Regions from separate parts of the Mus musculus genome. Here region 1 is linked to region 2. Evidence: chromatin contacts called from public Hi-C data. All regions are on one chromosome and are shown on one strand. Each heading gives the region's core, a stretch centred on a gene start, on an enhancer-like site or on the middle of the called end of the contact. The rest is flanking DNA. Distances are from core to core; before and after follow the strand shown. Region 1 overlaps Pde4d (phosphodiesterase 4D, cAMP specific). Region 2 overlaps Pde4d (phosphodiesterase 4D, cAMP specific).

What was found. Hi-C and Micro-C count contacts between places; a contact is called where the count stands out from the background.
Region 1: a Hi-C map of cerebellar granule neurons shows a contact between it and region 2, with 3 times the contacts expected there. The contact joins two enhancer-like sites. A contact is called at or near these places in 1 of 15 datasets of contacts at CTCF or cohesin (the NIH/3T3 cell line) and 5 of 484 Hi-C or Micro-C datasets (cerebellar granule neurons, cerebellum and cortical neurons).

Annotation. Positions count from the first base shown.
Region 1 is chr13:109,114,678-109,121,152 of GRCm38.p6, reverse strand. The region is part of intron 3 of Pde4d (phosphodiesterase 4D, cAMP specific); the gene reads right to left. Among named protein-coding and RNA genes, the nearest start is that of Mir582, 210 kb to the left of the region's middle. Within about 2 kb of position 4,627, at least 75 of the 459 cell types and tissues checked have an H3K27ac peak or open chromatin away from gene starts, as enhancers often do. A contact at or near this core is called in cerebellar granule neurons and cerebellum, where this site is marked.
Region 2 is chr13:108,831,123-108,837,716 of GRCm38.p6, reverse strand. All of the region lies in intron 1 of Pde4d (phosphodiesterase 4D, cAMP specific), which reads right to left. Among named protein-coding and RNA genes, the nearest start is that of Pde4d, 180 kb to the right of the region's middle. Within about 2 kb of position 2,971, at least 7 of the 459 cell types and tissues checked have an H3K27ac peak or open chromatin away from gene starts, as enhancers often do. A contact at or near this core is called in cerebellar granule neurons and cerebellum, where this site is marked.

The sequences.
Region 1 (6,475 bases), core at 3,378-5,877, 280 kb before region 2:
CAGTGAAGAAAAAAAAATCTGCAATGAAAGTCTTTGATGAAACCAATCAAAAACACTGGAGAATACTTCTCTTAATCCTGAAGAGGAGAGTAAAGTTTTGATTAATATTTTATTTGTGGTATGGTTCTAACCAGGGCTTTGCATGTTCTATGCAAGTGCCTCGTCCTCATGTTGATTTTAATAATATTAATAAGATATTGCAATATACAAAATGTCCGTTCCTGTATGAAAACTCCAAATGTTTACAAAGCTAATGCCACATCAGTATTCCAGCATACCTAGGTTTATATTTAGTGTGATGAGAGGCTTTGGATGTTCTCTCACGTTCCTAACTCAAACATCACTTTCATGATATTTACATCTCTGCCACCTAGAACATTTTTTTTTTTTTTACAGAATCGAAAAAATCACCTATCATGTTTAAATCTCCAAGCCTCATTCTTTACTAAGAATTTATAGCTATTTCAAAGATTGGAAATAAACATTGCTGCTGATGAAAACAGTTGTTTTTTTTTTTTCTATAAAGAGAAGTCAAAGAAAAAGCTTTTGTCAGTTAAGGTAAATGGCTGCCGTGAATTTGAAGGCTTATTAGTTGAAATGATAAAATCTGGTATTTTAAAGGGTGTTTTAACATTGTTTTCATATTTCATTTTGTTCTCATGATAACACACAGACTCACTTACTTGGAAATTTTGCTCTTCCAACTTTCTCCTATATTGATGTTTATAAATAAATCTACCTTGTTAGATAGATCTTAATAAAAATATATTTGACACATTCTCATTTTCCAGGAAATCAAAAGAATTGACCATCAATGTCTGAGACCGATCTCTTTCCTGTTGATATAAATTTCTTCATTAAAACCAAATACATCTTTGCCATTGCTGTAGATATTATAAGCAAATCTCAAAACTGCAGCAGAGATAATAACATCTGGACATGCTGCTGTCCATGCCACAGATAGAGTTTCAGAGCCATATCATTTTCATAACCCATAGGCAATCATTCTTCCAGACATTCATGAGGCTTTTCTCATGCATTCATCTTCACAGATAATTTAAACCCCATCTAGATCATAGTGTGTGTGTGTGTGTGTGTGTGTGTGTGTGTGTGTGTGTGGCGCGCGCGCGCGTGTGCGCGTGTCTGTGCCTGTGCCTGTGCGTGTGCGTATGTGTGTGTATGCACTTTTTTGTTTGGTTCTCTTCTAGAAGAAAAGGGAAAACAAACTGAAATGTTTTCATCAGTCTTAATGTCTCCAAACACTAATTCATATGAATGTCAATTAAGACAGAGTTTGCCCTGCAAGATAATGGACAACAAGTTACTTTGGACAGGACAAGTTGAGAATAAAAGTTAAAAGCGTTCATTGCTTCCAAATGTGTATGTTGTCATTTTCTGAATGATGTAAATATCTCTCCTTTTGTTTATCTGGATGTATACCCTGTAGTATACATGGATATAAATTTCATGTACAGTTTCACATATTCTTGATGCTGTCAACTGTTGCCAGGAACCACGCACATTTATTTCAGCAGGGCCTTAGCTGAGTCAGGAGACCTGCATTTCTGTCTCAATTCTGGCCTGTCTACTCTATGTGATGCCAAATAAATTACATACATCCTTGAGGGCCCAGTATTCTCGTCTATAAAGTGGAGATAATGTTGTTGATGTTAGCATTGTTGGAAAAGCCTACTCTTCCATGTCTTCTAGACAGGAAACTTCCTTAATAATTTGAAAGCATTGTTATCACTTTCTCTAAATAATGAAACTAATACCCATGACCTCTTGGAAACACATTCATTTGCAAAATGAGTTTTATTCAAGAAAGAATTCATTCAGTGTGTGAACGTGTGTGAAATATGCAGCAAGTGATATAAAGAATTTAAAGTCATGAATCCCTAAGTAAAATGGCAATAATATATCATATGAGCCACAGTAGGAACAACATATAAATGTTATACATCTTAGATTTATCTGAACCATTCAACTAAGGAATTTCCGATATAACAATCCATCAATGTATAGAGAATAGCTAAAATTAAACTCAAATCAGTGATGCGATGCTTCCATCCCACGTTGCTTATTTTTCTCAGCTCCACTCTCCCCAAACAAATCTATTTTATTAAAATCATGTAGTCAATCAGGAGATTTTACAAAAGTAACCAACCTACATATTAAGCTAGAAAGTTCTTCTTAAATATTTATTAAGGGCTCATTACTGCATCTTTTGTATTAATAGGTCAAGTAATATCCTTGCCTCTACACTGCTGTCATGGGCCCATATGGCCTGATGCTCAGCCACTGGGAGCATGTTTACCTCTTCAATTAAAGAATGAAACTACATGTGTGATTGAACATTATGAGCTACAGAGATGAAGCTTGCATATTGATTTATTAAGCTCTGTAATCAACATCCATCATTAACCTTAAAATGAGCTAAATTGAGATTAGCTATGGTTCTCATCTTTTGACTCCAACAGATACAGTGTCATCAACAAGGTATCCAAGGAAGCAAGGAAGGAAAACAGCCAAGTGATATATGCCAGCTGAGAGAATGCTGGCAAGTGAAGGTTAGGAAGCTGATTGGCTAGATGGTCTTGTTTCATAGGGAATACAGTACATGGGGAGACATATTCACAAGTGCACAGCCTCACACAAGCATACGGTTGAAAAAAATCATTATTACTTCCCTATTAATCCAACCTATTGTCAGTAAGAGCTACACAAATAATCCCAGCCCCATCTTTTTCTGTTTACACAACCAGCTCTGGTGTACAAAGACCCATGGTCCAGTGTGGGGGCTTGATGTAGAGGTATCAATGGCCACCCCATCTAAGACTAGATGACTGTTCCCTTTGCCAACAAACGTGGAAAGGAATAGAAATTCCTAGAACCCTTGTGTGACTCTTGTGTGTGCATGTATGTAAAATTCACCTCTCCCTCTTCCTCTTCCTCTCTCTCTCTCTCTCTCTCTCTCTCTCCTCCCTCCCTGGTGTGTGTGTGTGTGTGTGTGTGTGTGTGTGTGTGTGGGAAGGGATCCACGGCCTTAGGGCCAAATAGGACCAAAACCCACCTCCACCCTTGAGTTAAGAATGAGGTGATTGCTCAACCACTGTAATTGTCCTTTACACTACTCTTTCCGCAGCATCTATTAAAACTCTGAGCTGACATGTAGTTTCCCTACCCTGTCTTCCGGAGCACTTTATGTTAAGGGGAAATCACTATAATCACATCTCTATCTCTTGCTTGCTACTAAAATGAGGCGCTTTCTTTCGAGGATGGTTCAGGGACCACCGATCCATCACATTCTGGTTGTATGCGCGCGTGCACGCACACACACATACATACACACACACGGACACACACGGACACAGTAACTCCCACAACATCCTCGCTTCCATCCCTCCTCCTTCTCGCTCTCTCCTAAGGATTGCTGAACATTTTGCTCCAAACTCTCCAAGTCACCCACGTGTTTGTTCTCCCCTTTGCTGTTCAATTTACTTCTGGACTTGACAAGAGTTGTGCTCAGGCTGTATGTGCTGCAACCCTGCGAGCGAGCAGCGAGCAAACTGTCTTCCACACCCTGTGTGTGCACTCTCTGGTCAGATCTGCCTGGCTGATCCCTCCTTTCTGGGGTGAGTGGACAGATTTATGGGTGGTTTCCAAGGTTGCACTGCAGCCTCCCCCACCCCCAGCTTTCGCGCCTTCACCCTCCCTCCCTCTACTAGAAACAAACTGAATTAGGTTTCATCTTACTGCTGGGGTGGGATGGAGGAGCGGGGAGAGGGAGGTGCATGGCTCAAATAAACCAATAAACCGGTAAAACACATCACACACACACACACACATACACACACACACACCACTGAACGATTATACTTTACTTTCACGTCTATTACACACCTGCATTATATCTTCTAGGGCAAGGACAGACACGCCCCTGCTCACCCTCCCTGAGTTTCTTGAATTTGACCCTGGATTCCAAGATTGGTGGTGACTGGTTAACAGACAGAGTGGGAGAAGAGGGGAGGTGACCCTTTCCCTGAGTGGGGGAGGGGCGCTCTCTACTCACCGTCTGAGTCCCTGGAAAGACGAGGGCCAGGACATCCTAGATTTCTTCAGGCCCGGCCGGTGACCTGTCTCCACCGCGTAGGAGGTGCGGTCCATGGCACGGCAGTACAGGTAGCGCTCGGTGTCCGAGTAGCCGCGGTGCCGGACGCGGCTGGCCCCGCTTGAGGCGTAGCGACCACGGGTAGCTCCGGGTGGTGGCGGGGGTGGTGGCAGTGGGGGCGGTGGCGGTGGCTGCAGCTGGGGCTGGGGCGAGGGTGGCGGCGGCGGGGGCAGGTGGTGATGGGGGTGCAAGAGGCGGAACTGGGGCTGCCGGAGCGGGTACTGGTGGTGCTGCTCGTGCCTCCAGAGATGCTTAGGGGCTTTGAGAGCGGCCCCGCCAGCGCTGTCATTGCCCTCTTCGCTGACCGCCCGGGCCGGCACGCTGCTGCCCTCTGCCTCCATCCTGGCCGGCTCTGTGCCCCGCTGCCCCGCCGGGTCCACCACACCAGCCTGAGCGCCTCCCGGCTCCTGCTGCCGCCGCTTGCCGAGGCGCCAGAGGCTGGGCTCAGCTTCCGACTTGTAGCGGTCAGAGGCTCCTGGCCACCGAGAGGGGGCTCTGTTAGCGGGAGCGATCGCCACAGGGATCCTTGCTCCGTAGCAGAGGCAGAAAGGCGCGCTGGATGCTCCCAAGTAACCAAGATTGGCAGGCGAGGCTTCTCTGATGGTCGGTTTCTTTTTCCCCTCTCTTTTCTCTTCGTTCCTCCGCTGAGATTAGGGACTGTTGGCAGCTAGCTCTATAGAATCTGCTCTTCGCAGCAGTAGCCTTCTCTTGAGTCCGGGCACCTGAACCTGGATCTCAGAGCTGCTGAAAAGTTGGACAGCTCCCGACTGACCAGCTGGAGCTCTGACTTTCTCCAAAAGCACTCCAGCCAGTCAGGAGTCAGACCTGCTCTCTGGATCCTTCCCCTCCCTGTGCCCGCGCCTCCCTCCCTCTCTGCTCCCCACTGCCCTGAGGTTTGCTCTTCGACGCTTGACTAAGTCCTCTCCTCTCACAGAAATGGATTTGATGATTTCTGGCTGGTTCTCAGAGCTTGTTGAAAATGAGTCGCAGGATGCAGGCTTCCAAAGAAAAGGGATGCTACCTGTCAAAGTTGCAAGGAACGTTGTGTCTGTGTGTAGCTACAAAAAATGGATCTGCACGAAGATCTAATATTTTAGATTAATTTAGTCTATTTCTCTGCCATAGGATTAAATATTCTGTGAATCTTTCCTACAGAAGGAAAATTGCTCACTGTTTCCTTCTGGACATACTCCAGCTAGTGTTTTGGTCCTGGAGAGGAGAGGTAGCTGGGAATCAAGATGAACAGTCTTATGATTAGGAAAGTCCAGCTGAGCTCTCTGACCAAACTTAAGCCTGGTCACAGATGTCTGGTTATCTTTAGGGGCTGCTAGCTTCCGAGCTTGGCTGCAGTTTTGCTTTCCTGCCACATTTCATAGACCCTAGCTCTATTACCAAAGAATTTAAAAACCTGCTGTTGCCATCATTTCACAGAAACAGTCACCTTTGATGCTACAGTCCGTGTGCAACTTCTATCTCCTAGAATTAGCATTTTTCCTTCAATATCAAAAATTTTTTAAACGTTAAGGTAATTTCATAGCACTGTGAGGACATTTCACGTACTTTCTTTGAGATTGTTGTATCACTGAAAGATCATATGCCAGCTCCTGACGACTCATTCTACCATTTGTCACTGCAGAAGTCACCATGGTACTACCCGTTAGTTGTCAGATACTTAGGTCTCACAGTAACTCATCGGCAGCTTAATCATTCTGTTCCCTGCAGAAAGTCATAACATGGTTGAATGTGTACGAGAGTATTTAGAATCAGGAAGCTTCAGCGTGTTGAAAACCCAACCACCTCTACACAGTGACTGCTCGGTAGAGCTGCTGTGAGGTAAACGGCAGTAGAGAAGATAGTGAAGTTAGATGTCCTTTGCTCACAAGTAAGAACAGCCCATGAAATACACAAACATCTTCTTCTGGAAATGGCAATAGTTTAATGCTGGACACAGGACACAAGACCCCTGGAGCAGCTGTAATGGCTACTCATGATTGGAAATGTCCCTTTCCTTCAGTCCTTAGCCTTGGGCATTTTGCTCACATTTGGACCATGCACAGACTCTGAGAAAGGAGGTCCCGAGAGGAAGGAGGCAAATGTCTCTGAAGCACTGTTTCCCCCATGAAGAATGTAAACTGTACATGACTAAGCACACCTCCCTTGGAAGACACAAGTGTGACAATGATGAAAGTATATTCTATTTCCTAGAGGAGAATTGAGCCAGTATCTTCCCAAATGTGAACAGAAAGAAAATAATAAAATGTTCTGGAGCATAATTGGGTTTTTATTCCTTACCATTCTTAGCCT
Region 2 (6,594 bases), core at 1,722-4,221:
TGTCTAAGATCAAAACCTCAATCACATGCTGGTAAGGATATAGAGAAAGAGGAACACTCCTCTGTTGCTGATGGTATTGCAAACCGATATAACCACCCTGGAAAGTAATCTTGTGATTCCTCAGAAAATTGGAAATAGTTCTACCTGAAGACCCAGCTATAAGGCTACTGTGCATATACCCAAAAGATGCTCCACCATACCATAAGGATACATGCTCCACTGTGTTCATAGCAGCCTTATTTGTCATAGTCAGAAACTAGAACCAAAGAATAGATACAGAAAAATGTGGCTCATTTATATGATGGAATACTATTCAGCTATTAAAAACAAGAACATCATGAATTTTGCATGAAAACTCTATCAAAAATTGTGAGAGTTCGGGGCTGGAAAGGTGACTCATTGGTTAAAAGCATTTGATGCACATGTTGCTCTTGCCTGGGGACCTGGGTTTAGTTTCTAACACTTACATGATAGCTCACAACTATCTGTCACTCCAGTTCCAGGACTTCAGTGCTCTTTTCTATTCTGTTAGTAACAGGAAAAAAAACATGGTATACATACTACATGCAAGAACAATACCTATACATATAAACATAATTCACATACTATTACTACTAGTAGTACTACTACCACCGTTATTTGGCCTTATGAGATAGGTTCTCTCCATGTAGCCCTAGCTGTCCTGGAATTCACTCTGTAGACCAGGCTGGCCTCAAACTCAGAGATCTACCTGCTTCTGCCTCTCTCCCGAGTTCTGGGATTAAAGACATGCACCATCACTGCTTGGCCACATAAATTTTCTAAAGCTTAAAAAGAAACCGTTGAGGATGTTTTTACCAATTGGCAAAAGCACTCTAACATCTTACACAATTACAGCATGAAAAACTCTTAAAATTCGGTTAGAAAAATGAAAATGTCCCAAGAAACTGAGAGGTGGGGGAAGGTTATGCACAGGAAAATTAAGAAAAAGGTACAAAATTAAAATGTCAAATGTATGAAAATTTCAGTATCACTAGTAAGCAAATAGATAAAAATTAAATCAAAGGCTGCTTTCTTTTGTCTGTCGGGTCACATATTAAAATGATAACACCCAATGTTAGGGTGCTCGTTTTCTGCCAGTGGGAGTATAATTGGGACAATATTTCTGGACAGGTCTTTGGCAGGCATATCAGAAGCGTGATAAACATGCTGACCCTTTGAATCAGCATGGCAGGAGAACACACAGATGGAGGCAGAGATGACAAATGACAAGGGACACAGGTCCCATAAAAGGAAAAACATGTAGTGAACCAACACAATACCAGAAGGTGGAGGACTACCAAGTTAATATTGCAGTAAGATGCCATAGAATAGGAAGAGACTGTTACAAAGAAGGATAAAAATGCATAGAATTAAGATGTTCATAATAGAAAGGCTGAGTGAAGACAGTAGGTTTAAAGTCAAGAGCCCATTTCTGCAGAATACACAGACAACAATCTGGGTATGGCAGTGAATATCTGTATTCTAGGTGCTCCAGAGACTGAGACAAAAGGACCACAAATCTGAGGCCAGTGTGGGCTCCATAGAGAGATCCAAAGTAGCCTGGGTTGTAGAGTAAGATATGTTTCAAAACACCATGGAGCTGGAGATGTGGCTCTATGGTAGGGTGCCCCGGGGGAGTCTGTTCAAGGCTTCGAGGATGATCCCCAGTGTCATAAAAACAAACAAACAAACAAACAAACAAACGAAAAAGCCCTGAAGATTATAGAATGAATGTGAACTGTGATTTAACTATATTTAGCTCTGAAGTTATGGGTGGGTTCTTTGTCGTTACTTCTATGACTGCTAGGACAAAAGTTTTCTAAAGTGACCACATACTACTTGAGTCATAAAAATTTTTTGTACTTAAAATTTTCAAGTATGTATAGCTACAGCTTTGAATGTAGTTTGTAGCTAAAAAAAAATCAAATAGTTGACTGGCATATGTCAAAACTCATCAAATGGAATACAGCAAACACATAATATTTATACAGCAATTATCCCTCGGTAAGGCTGTTAAAATTAGTATTCTGTAACACATCAATAAAAAGAAAATTATGAATTTGGTCAAAAAAATGATTGTGGAATTTCTTAGCTGTGGTTGGGTTGATGTTTCTGGTATGAAAGACACTGCAGACTAGACATGACTTGTCTGGGGACAGAATTCTTCAGACTACTAGCAGATGCTGTGTAGTAGAATCCAAGATTTAAGCATAATTATAGAAATTAAAAGTTTAAACTCATTGGTTAGTTCTCCTGCATGCTAGCAAATTTAATGGAAGGAAAATAATTTTAAAGCAACACATGATTAACATGTTTATCAAAACATACTTCTTGAGTTGGTCGCTTATTGCTCTTGAAGGAACATTTGTTTATATCTCTAACATGTCAGATGTCATTGACTGAATTTATAATATATAAATACTCTTGACCAGCCCTTTTCCCCCAATAAATCTAAAGACTAGAACAACCTGCTTGGTCATGGGTAAGTGCTATGAAGCCTCCAGGTGGGTTAGGACCTCCCTCCATGGTCTGTAGCATTATTCTCAAGCTTGACCAAGCTCTTTTCCAGGGAACAATCCTATCCCCTAGACAGGGATTTCTTAATGAAAGGAAGAGTGAGAGGAGGACCAACATCATTGCCAGACATGGCGCTAGTAGATAATGTCTATTATTTAGTCCTTCTAAGTGTAGGATGCAAGCAGTGCTTGCCTCTACAAAAGGCAGAGCTAACCCTAGGGTAAATTAGATGATAGTCCTTAATATCTCAAAGAGAGATGAGATACCACACCTTTTCCAATAGGCTGCTGATTTTGTTGCCTTTTATGATTGTGGGTGAGTTAGCATGGTGGTTAACCACAGGCTTTTGAGACAGAATGCCTAGACTGAACTCACTGCTCAGACTCTTAATCTAATCATGACTCAGTTTCCCACAATAAGTAAAGAAAGTGATAGCTTCAGCGTTGTAGACTATAAGAACAGAAGTCGTGGAGCTGCGTGAGAGATCCTGCGCATTCCTTGATATATAGTAAGCATCGTTAAATATTGTAGGGGTAGATGGGTATTAGTCACTTTGTATTCTGGACTTAACCCTGGAATTCATCCTATCCCCCCACTATTAGCTGCATCCTCAGAGCTCCAACCATTGCAGAGCTGATCATCTTGGAGGCTGCGGTGGCCACCAGGCCAGGTCTTCAGAAGCCAGATGCATGCTTTGTACCTAACATGCAAGCAACTGTCAGATGCACTGTTTGCCTTTGCCCTGCCAGCCTGTGGGGTGCCACTCCCAAGCCTTGCAGGACCTTCCACAGTGACAGCTTGCTCTGCTGGGCAACCTACCACTTCTCACTCCTCAGTACATTCTGCTATGCTTTCAAGCTGGCAACATGCCCCTTTGTCTCTAGTATCAACACCTGCTTCCCCCTTGGAGAAGATTCTCCTTTCATATTCTGGCATTGTAATATTTGAAATGGGTCCATCCTGGCCTGCCTTTTTATCTATGGAGGCGATGTGGCCATTCCCTGAGATGATAAAAGGAAAGTTTCCAAAGGCAGAGAATGTGACTCCCTCCAGTCATCAGGCATCCCAGAACCCTCCATGGAAAGGCAGTCCATAGTAGCAATCATAAATGCCCTTCAATTTAAAAGCTAGACAAACCACACAATATTCAATTCGTGCCATTGAAACAGGTCCAATCTTGGCATCATTCAGTATAAAGGAAATCACATCCAGCTATTTCTTAAGGCAAATGCTGACCTCTGCATCCCAACCCTCTCAGCTTGCTTTGCTTTTTTTTTTTTTTCCTGCCAAAACTAGCACTTGAACAGATTCTTCTTAGTGGGGGGGAAAAAAAAGAAGATTTGCAGTATAACACGAGATTTGAAATCACCTGCAGATCAGTTCTAGTTTTTGCCATCTTTAATCTTATGCTAATAAGTGCTTAACTGACTCCAAAGTAAAAATCCTTCCAGATTACCTTAAATGCTGCAGGAGTCTCCCTTATGGAAACTGTTTCCTAGCACAGCACTAAGCAGAAGAAAAAAAAAAAATTCTGAGACTTCAGAGAACTCAAGCTTCTCAATTGTTCTAGAAAAAAAAAATTGAACAATGAGTTATTTGATGATATTATACACCTGAGTTTCCTGTGCCTGATCTGAAATCTCTGAATATCTATTCACCTTCTCCTTTTTCTTTCTGAGGATAAACACTTGCATGGGTCCATGGTGCCTACAGGGATGTAGAGGTCAGAAGCTGACATCAGGTATCGTCTTCGATCTTTCCACCTTACCTTTTGAGACAGAATCCCTTAGTGAGCCTGGAGCTCATTAATTCAGTTAACCAGGCTAGCCAGTGAGATAAGGGGATCTACAAATTTCCTTCCCTCCAACACTGGGATTACAGTTGTGTACTGCTCCACCCAGACTTTTATATGGACACTGAGGATCTGAACTCACACCCTCACCCTAATGTGGCAACCACAGGACCCAGTGAGCCATCTATCCACCACCACTAAAAATCAATGCTTTATACATACAGGACATATATCTCTAAGTAAAACATTTAAAAATATTTTATGTGAACAATTCACAAGGTGGTTGCTTGCATTCAAATTTCAGTTTTTTAAAAGGGGTGAAATGTCAAAATAAATGGAGAGAAACTAAGCGATTCTACTAACACGAGGAACAAGTCAAGGTTGTCCAGTCTCTCCATAACTATTCAATATAGAACTTGAAGTTCTAGCTAGAGCAATAAGACAACTCAAGGAAGACGTTGAAGTATTTTTTGCAGATGACATGATAGTATATATAAGTTACACCAAAAATTCTACCAAGGAACCCCCACAGCTGATAAACACTTTCAGCAAAGTGGCTGGATACAAGATTAACTCAAAACACTCAGTAACCCACCTAAATACAAATGATAAACAGGCTGAAAAAGAAATCATGAAAACAACACTCTTCACAATAGCCACAACTAATATAAAGCATTTTGAGGTAACTCTAACCATGTAAATGAAAGATCTGTATGACAAGAATTTCAAGTCCCTGAAGAAAGACATTGAAGAAGATATCAGAAGATGGAAAGATCTCCCATGCTTATAGATGGGTAAGATGAACACAGTAAAAATAGCAATCTTATCTAAAGCAATCTACAGATTCAATGTAATTTCCATCAAAATTTCAATACAATTATTATACTGACCTTGAGAGAACAATTCTCAACTTCATACGGAAAAACAAACAAACAAAAAAAAAAAAAACAAAAAAAAAACAAAAAACAAAAAACAAAAAAAAACCCAGAGTAGCTAAAACAATCCTGTACAAAAAAAAAAAAAAAAAAAAAAAAAAAAACTTATGAAGGTAACACCATCCCTGATTTCAAGCTCTACTACAGAGTTATAGTAATAAAAACCACATGGTATTAGTAGAAAACAGACATATTTATCAAGGTAATTGACTTGAAAATACAGATGTAAATCCACACACCTCTGGACACCTGAGTTTTGATAAAGATGCCAGAAATATACAACAGAACAAAAAGAAAGCATCTTCAACAAATGGAGCTGGTCTAACTAGATGTTGGCATGTAGAAGAATACAAATAGATCCATACTTATCACCCTGCATAAAACTCAAGTCCAAGTGAATCAAAGACCTCAACATAAAACCATATACATTGAAGCTGATAGAAGAGAAATTCGGGAACACATTGGCACAGGAAGCAACTTCCGGAATAACACAATACTAAGTGCCAATAGTGCAAATAACACAGATACTAAGAGCATCAATTAATACATGGGACTTTATGAAACTGAAAGGCTTCTTTCTGTAAGGCAAAGGACACCATCTATCAGACAAAGAGGTAGCCTACAGAACGGGAAAAGATTTTCACCAAATCCACATCTGACAAAGGGCTAATTTCCAAAATATATAAAGAGCTCAAGAAACTAAACATCATCACACCAAAAATCCAATTAAAAATGGGGTACAGAACTCAACAGGGAATTTCCATCAGAGGAAATCTCAAAGGGCCAAGGAGTACTTAAATAAATGTTCAACATATTTTGCCATCAGGGAAATGCAAATCAAAACAACTCCAAGATTCCATTGTACACAGCAGGAAGGGCCAGGTTGGGGGAACAATGGAGGAAAGAGAATCCTAGAAGAGAGTACCTGTCAGAATGGCTAAGATCACAGATGCACATGACAGCTCATGCTGGAGAAGACACGGAGCAAAGACATCCTCCTCATTTACTGGTGAGAGTGCAAACTTTTACGGCCACTTGGAAATCAGTATGGCAATTCCCCCCAAAAATGGAAATCCATTTACCTCAAGACCCAGCTATACCACTCCTGAGCATATGCCCAAAGAATGCCCCATCCTATCATACGGACACTTGCTTAACTATACTCATGGCAGCTTTATCTATAACAGCCAGAAACTGGAAACAATCTTTATGTCCCTCAACTGAAGAATAGATAAAGAAAATGAGGTACATTTACACAATAGAGTATTACTCAGCTGTTAAACATCATGAAATCTACAGGCAAATGAGAAGAGCTAGAAAGAAAATCAT